Regions from separate parts of the Oryctolagus cuniculus genome. Here region 1 is linked to region 2. Evidence: chromatin contacts called from public Hi-C data. All regions are on one chromosome and are shown on one strand. Each heading gives the region's core, a stretch centred on a gene start, on an enhancer-like site or on the middle of the called end of the contact. The rest is flanking DNA. Distances are from core to core; before and after follow the strand shown.

What was found. Hi-C and Micro-C count contacts between places; a contact is called where the count stands out from the background.
Region 1: a Hi-C map of embryonic fibroblasts shows a contact between it and region 2, with 7 times the contacts expected there. The contact joins the promoter of FOXC1 here to the enhancer-like site in region 2. A contact is called at or near these places in 6 of 6 Hi-C or Micro-C datasets (ear pinna, embryonic fibroblasts, liver and 3 more).

What each region holds. Positions count from the first base shown.
Region 1 is chr5:168,350,227-168,356,885 of mOryCun1.1, forward strand. FOXC1 (forkhead box C1) reads right to left here and starts at 5,033. Exons shown (of 1, transcript XM_008274294.4): 1 at 815-5,033. The coding sequence starts at 4,318. The coding sequence ends at 2,633.
Region 2 is chr5:167,858,966-167,865,382 of mOryCun1.1, forward strand. The region is part of intron 4 of GMDS (GDP-mannose 4,6-dehydratase); the gene reads left to right. Among named protein-coding and RNA genes, the nearest start is that of GMDS, 150 kb to the left of the region's middle. Within about 2 kb of position 4,451, at least 3 of the 8 cell types and tissues checked have an H3K27ac peak or open chromatin away from gene starts, as enhancers often do.

The sequences.
Region 1 (6,659 bases), core at 3,783-6,282, 490 kb after region 2:
CCCGGCTCGCCGGCCTCGGCCCCCGCACCCTCGCGCGCGCCTGCTCCGTGCGGCCTTCCGCTCGGCGCGCTCTGCCCGGCACCCCGAGCCGGCCCGCCACGAACGCGTCCAGCCTAATGCGGATTTTCTCCTGCAAGTCGCCGACTCCGGGAGGAGGCCGCCGAGACGCCTGCGGGGACCCGGGGAGGGCGGCGGCCGGGCGGGGGAGGCGGGGGCGCCCCACGCACCCGGGAGGCGGGCAATTACAGCTAATTAGCTGCGGAGCGTTCCTGTCCGGGAGCGGCGTCTGGGAGGCCCGCGTCGGGGCTGTGCGCGCCTCGCAGGGCCCGCGGCCCTGGAGAGCCGCCCCAGCTGGGAAAGTCTGGTCCGAGCCGCGGGGCTCCGCTCGCCACCCCAGCCCTGGCCCCCGGACAAGTCGAGAACGGTCCCGTCTCCGGCCGCCGGGGCCTCCAGGCCTCGGGCACGGGCTCGTGGCCCACCTGCCGCCGCCGACCTTCCGGGGGCGGGGAGGAGAGGCCCAGGACGGCCCGGCTCCGCGGGCCGCCGAGACCCTTTGTCCGCGCGCGCCGCTGCGCCTGGCCGGCTCCCTCTAGTGCAGCAAAGCGCCGACCCCACGACGCGTGCCCACGGCGTCTTTACCTGCACGCGGGGCTGCCCCGGACAGCCCTAGGCCTGCGGCCCTGACGGAGCGCACGGCGAGGCCGAGCCCCGCCGCGGGCCCCGCGAGGCGCCCGCGCCGCCGCCGTCTTCCCCGGCTGCTGGGTGCCGACTCTGGGGGAGGGGGCCGAGCGAATCAGAGGCCACGGAACGCAGGTTTTGACTGAAATTAGAGCGTGTTTATTTGCAGCAATCCTTTAACAATGATCAGATTTTGACAAGCGACAGCAATTACTGCCTAAGTGTTGCCTCCAGATAGGAGCGGCAGATAGGAAAGTGTATTATCTGGGAAACAAACGGAAAGGCCCGGGACGGCGCTAATCAAATCGCCATCTCCCCAAGTCTGATTGACAGGGCAGATCACCCTCAGATAATGAATTTATTACATTTCCTGGGTTATTTACAAAAGGCGGGGGGGGGGGGAGGGCCAATCCGGATTGCCCCCTAGGTTTAACTGTAAATTAACAAGAAAAATTGGTTCGAGAAAAATAAACCACCCTAGACTGAAACGCTGTGCTCTCCTTCCTTGTTACTGCTTTCCATCTTAAAAAAAAAAATTGTTCTATGAACATAGCTTCTAAAATAGTTTCCCAGAGATTAAATATCCCTTTGCAACCCACAGTATGTCTTTTTTTTTCTTTAAAAAAAAAAAAACAATCCTTCTATGCAGTACATGAAGGATTATAAAAGTGGATGGCTTATATACATACATTTTAAAACTCGGTTTTGCCTCTTACAACAGACTGAAATTAATAGGAATAAAAGACATCTACTGGGCACTCGGCTCCCGAGGCTGCGGACTATGCATGGCAATTGTACGTGGGACATACGGGCCAAACATCCTTGTGTGTGCGTGGCTGGAGGCACACCTGCATCTCGCCACGCACGGGCGTCACTGTGGCAAAGGCTGCTGCTGATCCAGCGGCTGGAGCTTCCCGCATCATGTTCTGTCATCACTGTATTTGTTTATATGCCAGCTCAGATCTGTTTAGGAAATTATCGTTTCACTAGCCACAAAAAAATAAAAATAAAAAAAGGCAAGCTGACTATACAATACATTTGCAGAAGATGCTGCAGAAAGAAAAAAAAAAAAACTAAACAAAAAGACTTCCGTGAAATTTGACTTGGACTAGTCAGAGGGTTTCTGCATTTTTTCCCTTCTCCAGAGATTTAGGTGGAGAATAGGTAACTTCTAGTGTAGTCTCTGCTTAATATTTTTGTAATAATTAAAGCTATATTAAAGTATCCAGACATATAGGTCTCATTCGAACTGAATGGCAATTTATTAATAAACAAACAAGGATGAATATGTTCAACAAAAAAAGAAAAGATGATAGAATAAGATTAATACAGTTTCCCTTTTTTATATAATGAGAATAAAGGCACAATTTCAGGTTTCAGGCACTTTCACGTCAGGTTTTGGAAACACTTTGTGGCGTTTGGTCCACGACATCCAACTACAAATTAAAAATAAATTACTATGTTGCAATTTACATTTTAAAACAAGTCCTTGAATAAAAAGCAAGCGATTCTGCTCTACCGGGACTCTCGCCCTCCTCTCGACAGAGGGTAAAAAATGGCTATCTTACAGGTGAGAAGGGCAGGCGGCCCGAGAGGGAGCGAGAGGGAGAGGAGGAGAGCGAGGAGGGACTTACGTGCGACGTGCAGGGACACTGTCCGTGGCCTCGCTACAGCACGGCGCACGCTCTGGCTTACTTAGACAAGGCACAGTGGAGGAGGTGGCTCTCAATTACTCGCTTAAGAAAACAGTTTTTTTTTTTTTTTTTCTCGGAGCTGGTGAGTGGAACTTCTGGAAGGACTGAAGCCGGTACGGTGACGATTTCTCAAGTTTTAGGAATTGCATTATTTTTATTTTATTTTATTTTTTTTTAGTTTCGATTTTGCATTGACGGGTTCTTTGGGGCCGTGACTGCTTCGGGGTTCGCCCCCGAGGTGCGGGAGAGCCGGGCGGGCGTCAGAACTTGCTGCAGTCGTAGACGAACGCCCCGGACGTGCGGTACAGCGACTGGCCGGAGGGGAAGGCCATCTGACAGCTACTGTTCCCGTTCACGGGCGAGTTGTTCAGGCCGAGCCGCTGCGACTCGAACATCTCCCGCACCGAGTGAAAGTTCTGCTGCTGGCCCGGGTAGCCCGCGGCCGCCGCCGCCGCCGCGGCGCTCGCCAGGTGGCCCAGGTCTCCGCCCGCCTGGTTCAGGTACCACGAGGGCAGGCGGCCCTGGTGGGCCGCGGCGTGGTGGCCGGCCTCTTGGCCGCCCCCGCCGTGGCTCAGGGACGCCGAGCTGCTGCTGGTGACCGGAGGCAGAGAGTAGTCGGGCAGGGGGTCCTCCACGGCCGAGCCGCCCGCGCCCCCGGGCGCGCCCTGCAGGTGGCCGCCGCGCTCGCCGGCCGCGTACAGGCTCATGGCCTGCAGGTTGCAGTGGTAGGTCCCCGCGCCGCCCGCGCCGCCGCCGCCGCCCGCGCCCCCCGCGCCGCCGCCGCCGCCGCCCGCACCGCCGCCGCCCGCGCCCGCGCCGCCCGCGCCGGAGCTCTGGCTGCAGGGGGAGCTGTAGAGGGAGCTCTGGCCCGGCGAGTAGGCGCCGAGCGCCAGCGGGGGTGCGATGCCCGCGCGCGACGACGCGGCCGCCGCCGAGGCCAGCAGGCCAGGGCCCAGCTCGCCGGCCGCGCCCTGCGGCGACCCCCGCAGCGACGTCATGATGTTGTCCACGCTGAAGCCCTGGCTGTGGTGCGGCGGCGGCGCGGGGGGCGCGGGGGGCGCGGGCGGCGCGGGCGGCGGCGCGGGCTCGGCACCGTCGAGGCTCAGCGGCCGCGCCGCCGCCAGGCTGCCCGGCGGGCTGCTCCCGCTCGACAGGGAGCTACTGCTGCTGTCGGGGCTCTCGATTTTGGGCACCGCGGCGGCGGCGGCGGCCGGGGACAGGGGCTGGGGCGGCGAGGGGCACGTACCGTTCTCCGTCTTGATGTCCTGGATGCGCACGGGCGGCGGCTGCGGGCCGGGCGCGGCGCCCTCCGTCTGCTCCGGCGGCGCGGGCGCGGGCGCGGGCTGGCGGCCCGGCGGCGGCGGCGGCTCCTTGAGGTGCAGCCGGTCCTTCTCCTCCTTGTCTTTCACCGCGTCCTTTTTCTTGAAGCGCCGCCGCCGCCGCAGGAAGCTGCCGTTCTCGAACATGTTGTACGAGTCCGGGTCCAGCGTCCAGTAGCTGCCCTTGCCCGGCTTCTTGTCGTCGCGCGGCACCTTGACGAAGCACTCGTTGAGCGAGAGGTTGTGGCGGATGCTGTTCTGCCAGCCCTGCTTGTTGTCCCGGTAGAAGGGGAAGCGGTCCATGATGAACTGGTAGATGCCGTTGAGGGTGATCTTCTTGTCCGGCGCGTTCTGGATGGCCATGGTGATGAGCGCGATGTAGCTGTAGGGCGGCTTCACCATGTCCTTGGGCTGCGGCTGCGGTGTGTAGGGCCCGTAGGCGCGCGCCATGCCGCCCGGGTACTGCTCGGCGTGCGCCGGGTGCGAGTACACGCTCATGGGGGCCGGCATGGCGGTGTAGCCGCCCCCGGCCGCCGCGGCCGCCGCGCGGTAGTAGCTCTGCTCGCCGCCGAGGTAGGGCACCACTCCCAGGGAGTTGGGGCTGGACACGGAGTAGCGCGCCTGCATGGCCCCCGCTGGCCGCTGCTGTCGCCGCCGCCGCCGCCGCCGCCGCGCGCCGCCCCCCACCCCCGCTCGGGCCGGGCCGCGCCGCGCCGGCCGCCGAGTGCGAGTCCGGGCCCCGCCGCCGCGCTGCGTCCGGCGCGGCCGCCCGCCCGAGGCCCCGCGGCCTCTCCCCGCGCTTGCTGGGGGCTCCTCGGGCGCCGCCGGACACCTCGGCACCCGCGCCGGTCGCCGGGGAGGGCTCGCTGCAAGTGGAGATGGCCGGACGAGGACGCGGTCAGCCGCCTCGGAGGAACTCGCGGAGCCACTTCCAGGCGCGAGCCGGCGGGGGGAGAGGAGAGCCGAGAATCAGCGGCGAGAAGGCGCCCTCCTCGCCAGCCTGCCTGCGCCTTCCAGGAGAGACTCTGTCCCGAGCTGCCGGCGAAGGCGGCCAAATAACCAGGGGCGGCGGGCGGGGGGTGGGGGGCCGCGCGCCGGCCGCCTGCCCGGGCCCCGCGTCACCTCTTTGCAGTCTCTCGCGCGCCGGCCGCTTAAGGAAGCATTGGGAAAAACTTCTGAACTTTTGAGCATCCGTCACCCAGCCCAGGACTTTTTTACGCAGTTACATTTTTTTTTTCCGGGCAGCGGAGCCCCGCCCCGCTACGGCGGCCACAGCCAATGGCAGGGCGAGAACCGCCTCTGAATGAGCTGGAGGCCGAGCCCCACCGGCCCGCGCCCCGCGGCCGGAGGACCGCGGGGCTGACCACACGCGCGCCGGCCGCCCGGGCCCCGCGCCCGCGCCCCTGCCCGCGCGCCCCTGCCCGAGCCGTAGCCGGTGCGCTCCCCGCGCCCGCCAGCCCGCCTGCGCGCCAGCCCGCCCGCCGCCGGCGCCCCGCGCCGCCCCTCAGCCCCGGCCTTCCTCCGGACGCCCATTGTTGGCGCAAACTTCCTGGGTCCTCCTGGACCCCCCGCAGACCCTTCCTCGCTTCGTCGCTGCGGGCTGAGACCCCGCGCCCGCCTCGCGCCAGCTCTCTGGCGTCTCCGCCCGGCGCCGGGGTACCCCGGGCCTCTCGGCGTCCACTGCGCGCGTCCCGTCCTCTCCTTCCTGCCCCCGCCCCCACCCGGCCTCCAGTCTCTCTCGGTTCACGGACGTCTCCGCTTTTGCCCTACCTGGAGCCAGGCACAAAGGGCCTGATTCGGAGCGCTCGGCCCCACAGCCCTGCTTGTTTCCGGGGGTGGGGTGGGGGTGGGGAGCTGCTCTCGCCTCGCCTCGCCCCTGCCTGGACACTTCTCCGGCCGAAATAAGGGTAGGGGGTCCAGTGCCCTTCTGGGAGCTCCGGAAGGTGCTTCGCCCCGGTCGGCTGGGCCCGCCCCGCTCTGGGGCTCGCGGTGGCTCTTGGCCTCCCGTGGGTGCGGGCAGCGCAGGCTGCTGGAGCCCCGCGCCCTCTCTGCACGCTCGCGGGCTCCTAGGTGAGGGGTTCTACCCGCTCGCCACGCACCGCCCCCTCTTGTCCGCCGGCCACGTTTCGGCTCAGAGGAGGGGTCAGGCTGCGGCGGGCTGTGTGACATTAGCAGGTCTGATGACAAAAAGCAAACCAGTAGGTCCAAGAGCTGAGCGCTTCTCCAAGGCCACACTCTGTCCGCACGCGCGAGCTGCGGGCTTCCAGAGATAACGGGTACGTGTGGGGGCCGTGGTCACGATCACACCTGCGGGGTGGCCCAGAGATTGTGGGAGAAGCCACGCGGAAGGCCCCCCACTCTTTTGGCCTACTTGCAATCTCTGGGTGTCTGGACCGGGCTGGAAAGAAAGCAAGCGAAGAGAGAAACAGCAGGAGGAGGGCTGGGCCTCCCTCTGCCCCCAGCGACTCCGACCGAACGCGAGGCCCTTCGTTCGCAGCGCCGGGAAGGGGCCGCTGCGTGCGCGCCAAGCGTGGAACACTAATGCCCCCCTGGCTTCGCCATCCTTAACCCAAGTACAGGCCGTCCTGTCATGGGCTCCTTTTGGCTCCCTCACTTTGGCGAGAGAATTCTAATTGCGACTTCACGTGTCAGGCGTGAAGACGCGGACGAGTGTGACAGGCAGAGAACAATTTGAAAAATAATTGCATGCCCAAATGGACATTTCGTGGGCGTGGGGGGAGAGGAGGACCTGGCTTTGCGGGGGGGGGGATTGCCAAGAGGATCCGAATGGGGAGGCTGTCGCCTGCTAGGCTTCCGGGCTCTGGGGCCGGCCAGCTGTGCGCAAGGCCAAATCCCCGGGGTGGGTTGAAAGAAACACCAGGTCGGTCAGCAGGGACAGTCAGTATCTGTTCCTGGGGACTTTTAGGTGAGGTGAAAAAAAATGAATCCGTTTCCAACCCCCGAGTCC
Region 2 (6,417 bases), core at 3,201-5,700:
TCCCGCTTCCATTTTCTCATCTGTGCAGTGAGCTCCTGCCTCTGCTTGGGGTTGCTCGGCATGGCTTTCCGCCGACACTCTGCCCAGTCCTTCACCCACCCTGTGCCCACAGCTGTGCCCAGACTTGACTCAGGTGGCAGATTCTCACTGATGCCCTCCTAAACATTCCATTTGCAGCGGAAGCTCTGCTGGGGTGGTGGCACCCTCTGCCCTCCCGAGGAGCAGGCATTGGCTACCCTACCTCCCCACCCCCAATCCCATGTGTTCTCTGCTCACAGCTTTGGCTAACAGGAGGCAGATCACCCCGAGAACCGGGAGGGTGCACCGCGGTCTCATGGCCAGTTACTGCTCCTTCTGCCTGGGTGAAAGCTGCTGGTTGCCTTAGCTGCTGTTTAAAATCATGTGCAGGAATGCTTTTCTCCTTCAAACACCTCTAATTCCTGCCACTGCAATGTTAGCTTCTTGTGATGTAAGGGGGAAATGATGGTTACGGCCTTTGTTTTTTATTACATGGGCCATAGAATTCTGAGGTGGCAGAGGTCTTGGCGGTGAGCCGGCTCAAGCCCTTCTTGTACAGTGCCTCCCTGGCACTGCCAGCTGATGAGCAGCCAAGCTCTGTCCAGCCCAGGAATCAGCTCTGTGGCCACTCAGTTCCCCTGTCCTGCTTAACTAAGAGAGGAGAATTAAGGGAAGAAAGGTGGGGTTGAACTCTGAGAGCAAGAGACCACAGAAATCTGATGTTTGAAGGTTTACCCACCATTGCCTACAGTGAAACAAAATTTCAGTATGCAGGAGGTTGAAGTTACAAACACTTTTTCCTTGCTAGAGGCAACTGGTTATAATTAATATCATATGAGAAGTGTTTGCATAGCTAGGAGGAACTCCTAAATACAGCAGTGCAAGGTGCAATGTTCAGCACATCAGTGATACTAAATAAAATTTATGTATAGGGAAAGTAGAAATCCACAGTACTAACTCATCAAGAATGGTAACTCTTTTTTTTGGTTAGGATTGTACAATTAGATTCAATATTTTTTAGGTTGAGTGCCTGTACTATATTAGTAGATAATTAAGTTTCCTTTAAACTCTGTGAGGATAATAATTGTTGCCACTCATGGAATCAGAAGAATTGTTAGTTTTATAATTAGAATGAGCAGTTTGCTCCTATCTGTATAATTTTTTAAAGAATTTGCCAGCCGGCGCTGCAGCTTACTAGGCTAATCCTCCGCCTTGCGGCGCCGGCACACCGGGTTCTGGTCCCAGTTGGGGCGCCAAATTCTGTCCCGGTTGCCCCTCTTCCAGGCCAGCTCTCTGCTGTGGCCAGGGAAGTGCAGTGGAGGATGGCCCAAGTGCTTGGGCCCTGCACCCCATGGGAGACCAGGAGAAGTACCTGGCTCCTGCCATCAGATCAGCGCGGTGTGCTGGCCGTGGCGGCCATTGGAGGGTGAACCAATGGCAAAGGAAGACCTTTCTCTCTGTCTCTCTCTCTCTCTCACTGTCCACTCTGCCTGTCAAAAAAAAAAAAAAAAAAAATTTGCCAAGTCAGTTTTATTATTATAAATATTAACAAACCTGTTTTCTAATATTTAAAAATACTGCTTTAGTTCTACAAATCCATTTTTATCCATAATAAATTATAATTCCAAATGGGTCTCCTAAGGTAATTTGCTTTTTTAAATAAATACATAAATTGAAATAGCTTATACTCAGATATTAAGAGATTTAAAATTTTTATATTTAATTCTTAGATGTGTTCGAAGCAACATAAAATCCCTTTAGTTTGTTATCAAATTATGAGTGTTGAAATAATAAGGATTTCTTATGAACAGACTGCTTTACTTGGTAAAGAGCAGTGTGTACAAGTTTGAGAACCTGAGGGTCGGCTGGGCGGGTCTGCCCTCAGACCTTGCCTCTGTGTGGATGGCTGCTGGCTGCCTCGTGTCTGTACGAGGACAGTGTCTGCTCTGGAAGACGGGCTCCCTGGCGGCTCTCAGCGCCCTTCATCTGCAGCAGAGAGGCAGCGGGTGAGACAGAGCTTGGTGCTCAACAGGCGTTGTGTTTGCTTTGGTTCTGTTCCTTCTGATCAGCCCTGCTATCCCCTCCCCTGTGCAGGGACAGCCCATAATATTTAATACAGTTGGTTACCACTGTAGTTTAAGGGCAAAACTGCATCATAAAACTTTTTCCATTTTATAATTTAATATTCCTATCTACAGAGTGTAAACTTCACTGGTGTAAACTAATAAAAGTACAGCTCGCTGGTTCCCACGGTTCTTGGGAAGAAGTTAGCATGTTTGCATCTTCTATGCATGAAGGTGGGTGGGAGTGTGCTTTGTTGGTGGGTCCCTGTGTGTCATCTGGCGCAAATTCTTCCTTGGAGCCTGTTTCAGATTTGAGCAATTGAATTCAAATCTAAACCACCTAAAAAGTCCTTTATAGTCCATTAAGTATTTATGTGAGAGAGAACACTCTATGAAAGTTCTCCTCTCCCTGTTCAGACAGAGTGTTCTGTTTTATTAGATCTAGGTGGTATTGTAATTTTGATAACAGCTAATAATGTTTGGAATTTTGCTTATAATTGGTGGACCACACAAAGGTATGTTTGTTGGATTTTGCACTCTTAATTTACTCACAATAGTAGCTTGTTTATTATATAAAATCTAAAGTAGTATTAATTAGTATTACAACAATTATTTTCTAGGTATGAAGTTCCAGTTTATGCAAACAGTTTGAGGTTTTAGTGCATTTATAAACACAAATGGTGAACAGTTAGTAAGTCAATAAATGTACTATATGTGAGGCTTTTTGTTTATGCTTTTAATGATGAATGAAAATGGTTTTTAGGATTTCCTCTTTTAGAATATGTGATTTGCATAAATTAATATGCAGATATAAATAATACCTTGTTTCAAAGTGTAGTTAGATGTATTTCCATCATCTCCAGCTGTATGTAAATTTAAGAAATTAAACTTTCATAATTTCTCTTTTTAAAAGATCTAACAACTTGGTGTTGAGTGCAATCTTTATCCTTTTAGGGCAAATAGAATTTATAAAATTTATTTTGTTAAAGTTGGCTCCTTAGAGTTGTTATGGTTAAGGAAATTAAATCCTTTCTAGTCCAGAGAAATTTAATGCTTAAGAAGACTCTTTTCTATTAATTCTTACTGTAAATCATTAATTGGATACCTTACCAGTGCTAGCAAGAAATAAATTATAAGAAAATTGTTTTAATGTATCAGATTTGTTTTTTGTAAATATGTCTAACATCTAAGATAAGTAGGATTCATTGTTACTCTTTTTAAGACAGTTACATTATATATATATAGAGTTTAGGGTGGTTAATTAAAAAAATTCACAATGAATTTGAATTTATTTACAAGAAGTTATGCTTCAAGGCTTGGTTTGGCACTTTACACTATGTTGACGAAGATCATCCTGAGAGTAACAGACTGAGAATGCCTTAGAAAGTCTTGCATTTTGAAAGATGAGCTCAGCTTGTGTATGCTTGTAGCGCTGGTGATGGAGAACTTTGTGTTGGGTGCTGTGATGCAGCTGTAAATGGCTGACTGGCGGAGGGAGGCAAAGTTTGAGCTTCTTGTTTTGTTTGGTGTATCCGGGTAAGGCCTTTTTCCGAGTCTCCTCTCTGCTCCCGTCCCCATACATTTTCTTGCTACCAATGTTTTTTAAGTGAAAAGTCTTTTAGAAGTTAGTGATATTGACACAATGAAGTTTTATGGGACATTCTTCAGAACTGTTGCCACATCGCTAGTGCTGTGGATTAGTCGTGGGGTGGCGGAGAGAACAGAATTCCTGGGTTTGTTTTAACGTTGCCCCGTGGCTCACCCTGGAATGGTTTTCAGTTTGTTTTCTTGACACTGACATTTGTCAGGACAGTTCGGAGCCAGCGCGGCCAGTGCCACCAGGAGGCCAGGAGACTCCTGAGCTTGGTCTGATGGATTGCTCCATCTTTCCCAGGGAAGAAGTGTTTGGGAGTTTGACAGACGTTCGTTGATTATTATATCACGATTTTTGATGTTTAAGTAATATGAGTAGATAATATTTTTATCTGTTTACTCTATGTTAAATATTATGACAGTGTTTTGGCTTACTGCTGTTTTGTCCTATTATTTGGCCCAGATAGTTAGATTACAGTTTTGCAAAAATTGTTTGCTTGAATGACTTAATATTTTAGCTTTTCTTGTTACTTTTCCTTTGCTGTGGTAACTCCATCAAAATCACCATTTCGAGTACAATAATGAGTCAACAGTAGTGGTGGTCTTCAGGTTAGCAAAGTTGCTCACAGAGAAGGAAGTGGGAACTCCTGATAGGCCCCTGCACTCCGGGGAAGAGCCACTTCCCCGCAGCCGCGGCCTCTCTGCCTAGATGACAGCCAGAACTGTCCCTGGGACCCAGGGGAAGCCTCTGGGGCCTGGGAGCGTGTTGTGCTCTTTTGCACACATAGATGGCAGCAGAGTGTTACGGACACAGGAGATCGGTCTTGTAGTTACAGTGAAAGATGAGTGACAACGCGAACTGACTTCCATCAGTGGAGCTGCCTGTGTCGTGTAGTTAAGCATAAAATAAGAAAGAAAGCTACTATTGATAACATGAGAGTGTAGGAGGAGGAAGAAGGCATGAGACGCTAGAATACACTGAATTTCTGGACAAATCCCAGGTGGGAAAGCTTAATCTTTTAAGGTATGTCACCCACTCCTAAAAGATGATTGAAATCAGCTAAGATAATATGCATGTCAAAATAAAGAGACAGCGAAGGGCTGAGGGCGGCAGGGCAAGAGGGAGGTAAAAGAGAAACCATACACAAGTTGCAGCGGCAAGTAATGGCCTGCTGCCTGTGGGTACTGTAGCATTTGGCCTGCATGTCTCCTTTTTAGTTAAGCAAGTTACAAAGAGGAAATGTCAGTCCACGAATCAGGCAAACATTCCATGGGAACATTTGCTCAAATGTCAGCATTTTAGAAAATAGAACTGCAGTCTATTATGGCCCAGTCCCTGGGCTGGATTTGCTGTTAAATGCACAAGTACAAATGTATTTCTTCAGAATGCGTTTGCAATTAGCGAGTCACTTTATGTCTTAATTAGCATTCCTAAATAATGACATAATTACCATAAAAGATGACAGCCATCATTATAATTAATATTTAATATGTGTCTGTTTCTGAAGACCTTTCTGTGGCTTCTCACAAATTTTCAGGGTAATTTTCAAGTTTCAGAGAATTGCAGTTGGTGAAATCTCAGACATGAGGATCTAATGAAGTGGAATCCAAGTTATTAGAATCTGAGGAATGGAAGTGGGTTGTAAAAAAGCGATTTGTAGCGTGTCCTGAACAATCGAATCACCTCGGTGTCTCACACTTACAAACATCATCAGGGCTTCCTAATGCCACTCAAGTCACGCGAATGTTGTTCAGGAAAACATTTCCCCTCCCCTTTATGTTTTTTCTGATCTACTCTCAGGCGAGTTAGTACCACAGACTAATCTCTGTGTCACGAACTTGATTCTAAAGGTGTGTAGAACAACTTGCTTAAATGCAGTATCTGGCAAGTCTCTCTTATGACAGCAACTTATTTCTCACATAATTATTTTCTTAGTAAATCTGATATCTTAACAACCCCTTCCCTCATTTCTGAGTTCAAAAAATAACACTTAATATAATTTATTTCTCATACTTAATAAAGGCTTACTTGAGAGTATATTGCCGTTCACCCCCAAGCTGCTTCCACCAAATGAGGTTAGAAGGGACTGTGGTTTGAAGGGTGGAAGGTGGTTTCCAGCATCATTTGCTGTGTACTGTAATGGGCCTCAATGTTGCTTTAATGGAGCGTAAAACATTCTGGCAGCCGCCTGTTACTTATTAATGACTGAATGGCTCTGCTGCGACATATATCAGGAGGAAAAAATATTTGTGCACATATATGTATAGTTTTTCTGTGTTAATCTGTTGTGTTAACTTCCATTTGAATGCACAGATAGGTCTGTGTTGCCCTAACTTTTTTAGTAGCATGGGCTGTGTGGACACAAGAACTCAGCAAAACTTGATTTCTAAATGTGTAATTCTTTTATAATTTTGCAAGGTTTTGATCTAATTAATTGGATGGAATTTTATGAGGTAAATTTACACCATCATACGTCTCTGGAAGCCAAGTATGAAATGTTCAAGTTAGTCACAACTATGCCTATGCAGATTTCTCTGCAAGTCTTTAGTGAAATATCACATATGTTTGTTTAAGGGGCTTCAGATCAGCCTTTGCTGTTTGAAAACAACTTTTAGCCAGAATATGGTATGCTTTGTGGGTTCTGCATACTTCTCCACTTTCAGCCCCTCTTTGGCAGTTAGTTGCAGACACTGTGCTTTTCTTAATGGGACAGTATCAAGCAGGTTATTTATGTGACTTTTC